Linked DNA regions of Mus musculus: region 1 is linked to region 2. Evidence: chromatin contacts called from public Hi-C data. All regions are on one chromosome and are shown on one strand. Each heading gives the region's core, a stretch centred on a gene start, on an enhancer-like site or on the middle of the called end of the contact. The rest is flanking DNA. Distances are from core to core; before and after follow the strand shown.

What was found. Hi-C and Micro-C count contacts between places; a contact is called where the count stands out from the background.
Region 1: a contact with region 2 is called in a Hi-C map of embryonic fibroblasts, with 4 times the contacts expected there. The contact joins two enhancer-like sites. A contact is called at or near these places in 3 of 484 Hi-C or Micro-C datasets (the C2C12 cell line and embryonic fibroblasts).

What each region holds. Positions count from the first base shown.
Region 1 is chr15:24,301,512-24,305,072 of GRCm38.p6, forward strand. It overlaps the pseudogene Gm36147. Among named protein-coding and RNA genes, the nearest start is that of Gm35827, 420 kb to the right of the region's middle. Within about 2 kb of position 2,215, at least 14 of the 459 cell types and tissues checked have an H3K27ac peak or open chromatin away from gene starts, as enhancers often do. A contact at or near this core is called in the C2C12 cell line and embryonic fibroblasts, where this site is marked.
Region 2 is chr15:23,579,247-23,583,240 of GRCm38.p6, forward strand. No RefSeq gene overlaps it. Among named protein-coding and RNA genes, the nearest start is that of Gm23980, 65 kb to the right of the region's middle. Within about 2 kb of position 1,320, at least 5 of the 459 cell types and tissues checked have an H3K27ac peak or open chromatin away from gene starts, as enhancers often do. A contact at or near this core is called in the C2C12 cell line and embryonic fibroblasts, where this site is marked.

The DNA.
Region 1 (3,561 bases), core at 965-3,464, 720 kb after region 2:
GACAAATGAGACCACATTTATGCAGAATTAAGGGGCTGCTGAAGCCAAGGATCATTCTAATCTGTTTCTGCAGCAAGGATTCATCTAAATTTAAGATAGCATATCTTTCAAAAGTTACTATGTTCATTTATATTTTAGATATTAGAAGACTCTAATATCCCACTATTATTTTCCTGAAATGGCTTTAAAAGTCTTTAAGATATAAACTCACAAAAGTGCTTGAAGATATCTTTGAATTCTTTGAAAATTATCTTCTATTTACTCTAAGCAGCAGTACAAAGACTGTATATAGGTATTTAAGCAGCAATCTAGTTAAATTGTTAAGTTGCCGGTTTGTCAATGGGATGAATATGAATTGTTCCTGAAAAATCCGTCTGCTTCATATGATCAATGAAACACTCAGAGCGCCCGATTTTATCGTTAAATACTTTAGGCTAATAAAATGCTGGTACAGGTAAAATAAATGATTCCATTTTGTGGTAGATAGTTCCCACTGTCAAGAAATAATGAATTGGTCTAAAATATAACATATGGAGGACAATTTTTCCTTCACAGAAAGGAAAATACACAGAAAAGAATATTGAAGATTAGAAGCTCGTGTGGCTAAATGAAAGAGCATTTGAGATGTTTCATCAGAATGAACTGTTTCCATTTTTAGAAAAGAATAAAAGTCGAATTGCCAAACTGAAAGATGAAGAGCAGGAAGTGTTTTTACCATATTAGAACAGTCTTAGCATATAAATACAGAGAAGATTTAATTTAATCTTTGATATATGTCAATGCATAATTCATTGTAACTGTAGGTATAGATTTATCAATTACTGTCTTTAGTGATCTTTATGTGAGACTATATATATATATATATATATATATATATATATATATATATATGTTTTACAGTTGTATTAGTATAAATCAATTTTGTAGAATAATAGTTTCATGATGACATTTTCCTATACACATACCGTTAACTTTGATTACATTTACCTCAGTTATCTCTCTGGAGTAGCACAAGGTATTCTTTTTCTATGCCCAATGGTATAACACTATATTGGTTCTTCACTAGAGATAGATTCATGTTCGTTAGACATTTATTTCTGTACTTAAGTATTTCAAAAACTTACAATCCTTACTCTCTAAGTCACTTTACTAATCATGGCAGGAAGAATTACAGCAACCAGTCAGCCATAACCCTGGAACAATAGCTCAAAGCTTACATCTGGTTCACAAGTATGAGCCAGGACAGAGAGAGAGAGAGAGAGAGAGAGAGAGAGAGAGAGAGAGAGAGAGAGAGAGAGAGAGAGACTCTAACAAGGAACAGCATAAAATTTTTAAATTCCAAAGCATAAACCCAGTCACACACTTCTTTCTATAGGTAATTCCCAAACAATTCCACCAATTCAAACATATGAGTCTATGGGTACTGTTCTCATCTGGACAACTACAATTTCATTATGCGTTTGACACCTGGCTTTGGTCTGTCAATTTGAGTGAATCACTTTCAGCTTCATCTTCGGCTCCCTCTCTTTAATGCATTTGATTAAGAGTGTTTGTTAATCAAATCCTAGTGATATAAATCTTGTCATAAGTGGGAAAAAGAATCTTTTAAACATTCTGAACAAAGAATTACATTTTTTAATGATCCAAAGAAGAATGTTGGGAGCCAAAACTAAATTCTTTATAATAATCCAGGTGAAAAAGATGACTGCCAAGTCTTAAGACATAAAACTGGATCTCCTCCCCAAGCTGACTAAGTCCAGATGAAGGTCACCAACAATTACCACAAGATGACTCCAGACGTGACTGATGCAAACAGCAGATGTCATAACCACAATATGTATTTTTAGATATCATACCTCCCCTTGTAGTCACCAAGGAAAATTACCACTGCTCCCGCCCTGCCCTTCTGCGTAAGGGCTATTTCCCCTTTGATCTTTTTGTATAAAAACTACAAGTTTTGCTGAATACAATGAGGCCTTGACAAGATTCAGATTGACTCTGTGTCTTTTCTGTACTTGGCTTCTGTTTCACTTTCACACCCCCCCCATTTGGTTTTAGGAGCAGTCCCCTCAAGACCCACGAATAACTGAACCTGCTGGATGGGTCAGAAGAATGCCTTTTTAGCTTAGAAGTTTTTATTCTTCAGTTCTACACAGTAGTTAGTAAGACATATAAAAAAATCAAAAGCACATGCACAAAATTCATGCAAATTAATGGCTGAGGTGCTTTGAATGAAAAAAGAGTCAACATAGTCTTGGGTGTTTGAACCAGTTGGTGTAGTGTTTTCAGAGGGTTCAGTTACCTTCCCTGCCTTGTGATTGTGGCTTAGATCTTTCAGGTTCCTGCTCCTGCCACCATGTCTTCCAATTGCTGGCATGCTTCTCTGGCCACGATGGAATCTTATCTATCATGAACAATAAGTTCAAAAGTTTCCTTGGTCATGGTGTTGTAACATAACTATATAAATATAACTAATACAACACCACAAAGAACATAGTCTCTAAATATGTTATGTGTACAAAAAAAGCTTTCTTCAAACTACACATACCATAAAATAACTTTTGAATGACAGCTTGTATAACTGGTGTTCTAGAAGCTGGAAAGTGACTAATGACAGCTTCAGCCTACATAAAGGAGATTCATTCAAATTCGAAAGTATATAATTTCCAATTTTAACTTCCATACATAAATTTAGCAGAAATTAAAAATTGAACTTACTATGCAAAAGTCTGAACTTTCATTGCTTCCTATATAATTTAAACTGGATCATCTTAGATTATAAGCTATCCACAGACTTTCTATGACCTTGTAAAATAACATAAGGAATGGGCAACCTAATAGACCTGTTTCTGTTTACAGAATATAAAGTTCTAATATTCTGGATAGAGATTAGTCAATGAGCATTGCTGCTGTAGACATAATGTTCTGGACTTAAGTATTTTGACTCCATCAGAAAGGAATTTATATCTTTGTTATATAGTCAAATTTGTTTCTGGTAATATAAAATTGTTCCTTTACCTTTTGTTTCAAAACATGATTTCAATTAAGAGATTTTTTTATATAAATTTTAGTTGATGGTTGAAATAGTATATTTTAACTTATAATAATTTACATTTTAAAAACTGAATAGTAATCTTCCATCAGATATCTGTTTAAGAAAAAGTTCTGTTACACCTTACTTCTATTATAAGGGAATTGTGAGTTTTACACTATTTTACCTTCATATAACCTACTAGAAAGTGTGCTAAATGTCTTACAATTAACTAATGCCTAGTGGTATAATATTTATTTTAACTGTACTACTTGTTGTATCTAACTTTTCTATGTGTTCTATGTTATCCATGTTCAAATAGTATCTGTTTATATCATGTGATGTATTATGATGTAGGGAATTCATTTTATGTGAGTGTCACTATGTATTTACAAGTTAAAGACACGCTGACTAGATTAATATTTTTCAAAATTGTGTTGGAATTCCTAGCTTTCGTTGTATATAATTTGTAATTACTTTGCATATAGACTTTGGGCTGTTTATTATCTTTTCTTCTAGTAGGGTTGAAC
Region 2 (3,994 bases), core at 70-2,569:
TTTAATATAACTCACTTCCTCAGTGTAAGTCAGCTGGACTTTTGGCTTACTTTTATCCAATAGAAGCTACAAATACGTTGGGATTTCCCTAAGACTATTGCTTTCTCCGTCTATGGTAAAGTAATGGGAACTAAGCAGCATTAGTCTTTTATTCAGATTTTACAATTGCTAATAGTGCTCTGTCCTTATATGTTTGGTTGTGAGCCTAGCCTTTAACGGCTGAGTCACATCTCCAATCCAAGAAGCTGAAGATGTTTGCAACCTCATAGGAAGAATGACAATATCAACCAACCAGACCCCCCCCCCCCCCCGCTGAATAAAAAATAGCTCCCAGGGACTAAACCAACTAACCATAGAGTACTCATGAGGGGCAACCCATGGCTCCAGCTGAACATGTAGCAGAGGAGGCCTTAACTGGCATCAGTGGGAGGGCAGCCCCTTGGTCCTGTAGAGGCTGGATGACCCAGCATAGGAGAATGCTAGGACTCTGGGGTGAGAGTGGCCAGATGGGTGGTGAGAGCACCCTTGTAGAGACAGGGGAGGGGAGGGGGATAGGGGGTTTGTGGAGGCAAACTGGGAAGGAGAGCATTTGAAAAGTAAATAAATAAAATAACCAATAGAAATATTGAAAAAAAATAGTGCTCTTTCCATTTCCTCTTTTCCTTTCTTTCTTCCACACTCCCTTCTCCTCTCCTTTGGTTTGGCATAGTTATTTGCCATCTCTGTGTGGTTCAGGGATTGTAGTTTTAAATTCTTGATTTTGTAAACTGCATCAGCTCAGCCAAGACTGACACTTCTACAACCACAGGTCTGTGTGCTTCCATATTGTGAGACAGACATGACATGAGTTGGGTCTTTTGAGTGTTATTATGCTATCTATGATTAAGGAGAAGGAGTAAATTGCTTAAAATCTGTGTTTGGAAGAATTATTTGAGGACAGTAACATAATTCTTAAATTTCAAATTATATTTAGTTTTTACAAAATTGCTAGAATCTTTTGGTCTGACTGGAAGCCATGGAAGTTTTTGGAGGAACCTTTTTGGCTCTGTTAAACTTGAGAATCTTTCAGTTGGCAAAAATAGAATGCAGAGTTAGGAAACTATCCATGAGTATTTTAAAAGTTGAGATAACAAGGAGTATACAGCATCTTCAATATGGTTAGCAAGTTCATGATCTGTAAAATCTAATTTAGGAATGAAAAAAGCAAGGAATACTGAGTGTTCCATTAGGGAGGGTAGAAAGTCAATGGGCTTAAGGTTCCTGGGAGAGCTAAGAGTATTTCTCATGTTAAATTTTGTAAAAAGGCACAGAACTGTGGCTTCTAGACGAAGTCCCAAGGGTCTAAAGACATCTAGTCATCTGTAAGGAATGTATTTCCTTTATGTGAGGAATAATATTACTCATATTAGTTTATATGGTTCAAGGAATCAAATTTTAACCAAATATTATTAAGCCTTGTTTTCTGGGAAGAGAGATAAAGTCTGTGTTGACACCCTGAAATAGCAGAGCTCAAAGGGAAAGGTTAGCCTTTTGTATCTTGTGAGTAAGTTTTGTTTCTTGATAGAGGCTTGGCTATTATCAGTTGCAATATGCTAGCTAGGAGGAATAATATTTATTGAAAGCTGGGTAGCTACTGGGGTTGGTTCAAGATTCAGTGGATTGCCCCATACCAGTGCATGGCAGCACTAGTTGAAATTAATAAGTTAAGGTTTTTTTGTTTGTTTTTTTTTTTTGAATGACATAATATTTTGAAGATGTTATACTTCCATTAGAGAGAGAAAATTCAGGGTGTTTATGATAGTTTTTCATTGAATATACATATGAAAATCTTAAAAATAAAGACATCCTAACATTAAAAATAATACAATTTTCTGTTACAGTAACTGAAGCTTAAAAATACTTTTCAATTAAAACAAACAGAAATTAAGAAGGGCAAATAAGACCAGGCTCAATATTTTCAATCTAAGGTGAAACTTATTAATGGACTTTTTTTTTAAGTATGTAGCCTGCTAGTAACTTACAGTTGTAATTTAAAATTGATCACTGCGTGATGATCTTAACAAGACCACAAGTGCCAGACATATTAATGTGCCTGAGAAAGCCCCCAAAGTCTCTGCTCTGTGCTAGAATCAAGGGAAAATACGCTATGATGGGAATGGAAGAAATCGTTTTAACCAGAGAATTGTACACAAATTGCTCATCCTGAACCAAACAGCCTGCAACAATAGTCAGACATTTGGGACAATTATTGGGATATTATGTGTGTATGCATACATTTACATAGATGTATCTACCAACAATTAAGGAAAAAATGTGTCCATGAATTTTAAAGAGAACATGGAGGTAGAAAGAGGAAAGGGAAAAATGATGTAATTAAACTTAATTTCAAAAATTAAAAAACATAATTCAACATTATATAAATTAAATATTTCATTGTTTTATTCATATTTATTTATTGGTGCACTTTATTATTTTAAAGCTCTGATGGCTTTTATTGTTGTTTTGTTTATGTATTTTTCATTTTTGTTACAAAAATTATTTCAGGAAAGAAGGGGGCACATAATTTGAATAAAGGTGTAACAGGTGCTGTAAACATTCTAAATGATTAAAGATGCTGAATTACAGTTCAAATGATAATTGTGGGTGATGCGTTGAAGATGAATATTTGTATGTGAAGTAGAAAAATCAATACTGAAGTGACTCAACCCCTTTGTTTGATTTGTTCCACCATTCTTGGCTGTGTGCAAATCCCTTTGGAATGCAAAAGGTCCTAGTGAAGGCTATGATTAACTAGTTACATTTTCATAACTGAGGTCTAATTATAAGTTTAGTCATTCCCTGCCTCACAAAGAAAGAGTCATTGCTGCTGACAGCTGCTTAGGCTATAAAAACTGGGGAATGACTAAGGAAGGGAATGTGAAACAGCTGTGACATTGTCAGGGTAAAACCCTGCCGTGTTTCTCTTATGTGAGGTGAGAGAAGATATATCATTAAGCACACAACAAAATGCATCCTTATGTGAGCATTCACCAGTCCTCCTAGGTTGTAAAACTAGTAACTGCCATTTTTTTTTAAACAAAGCCTACAAATTTCTGGAATTTGAAATAGAAAGAAAAATGTAGCAATGACAAAGCTTTTCTTAAAAATATACCTTTACATTGTTTGCTTATACAATATGACGAGAACATTCAAGTGCATATGCTAAAGAGTAGAATAAAGAAGTATGTTTTATAAGCTCAAAAATATATAATCTATATTGTAAGATTAAACTATACTATAGATTACTACTGCCTATTTTGTATTAATGTCAGACTTTCAGACATGCTTTGAACAATTTCCCTTTCCTCACTCCACTCTTTCCCAAGCCATGCATCATTTTTACTCATCCATGTTGTATCATTATCTTTATCTATCTATCTATCTATCTATCTATCTATCTATCTATCTATCTGTCTGTCTGTCTGTCTGTCTGTCTGTCTGTCTGTCTGTCTTAGTTGGTGTTTTACTGCTCTGAACAGACACCATGACCAAGGCAAGTCTTATAAAAAAAAATTTAATTGGGGCTGGTTTACAGGTTCACAGGTTCAGTCCATTATCATCAAAGAGGGAGCATGGCAATATCCAGGCAGGCATGACACAGGAGGAGCTGAGAGTTCTATGTCTTCATCCAAAGGCTGCTAGTGGAAGACTGACTTCCAGGCAACTAGGGTGAGGATCTTATACCCACACCCACAGTGACACACCCATTCCAACCAGGTCACACCTATTCCAACAAGGCCACACCCTCAGATGGTGCCACTCCCTGGTCCAAGGATATACAAACCATCACACTATCTATCTCAGATCAGTTTTGTGCTGCCCAAATATTCCTGGAAGTGTGGTCAACTTCCAAGTGCTACATATTTACAAACATGGTCTCTCTTCCTGGTAGCAAACAATTATCAATAGGTCCACATTTGGTTTGGAACTGTGCCCCCAGACCCAAGACCTTCTC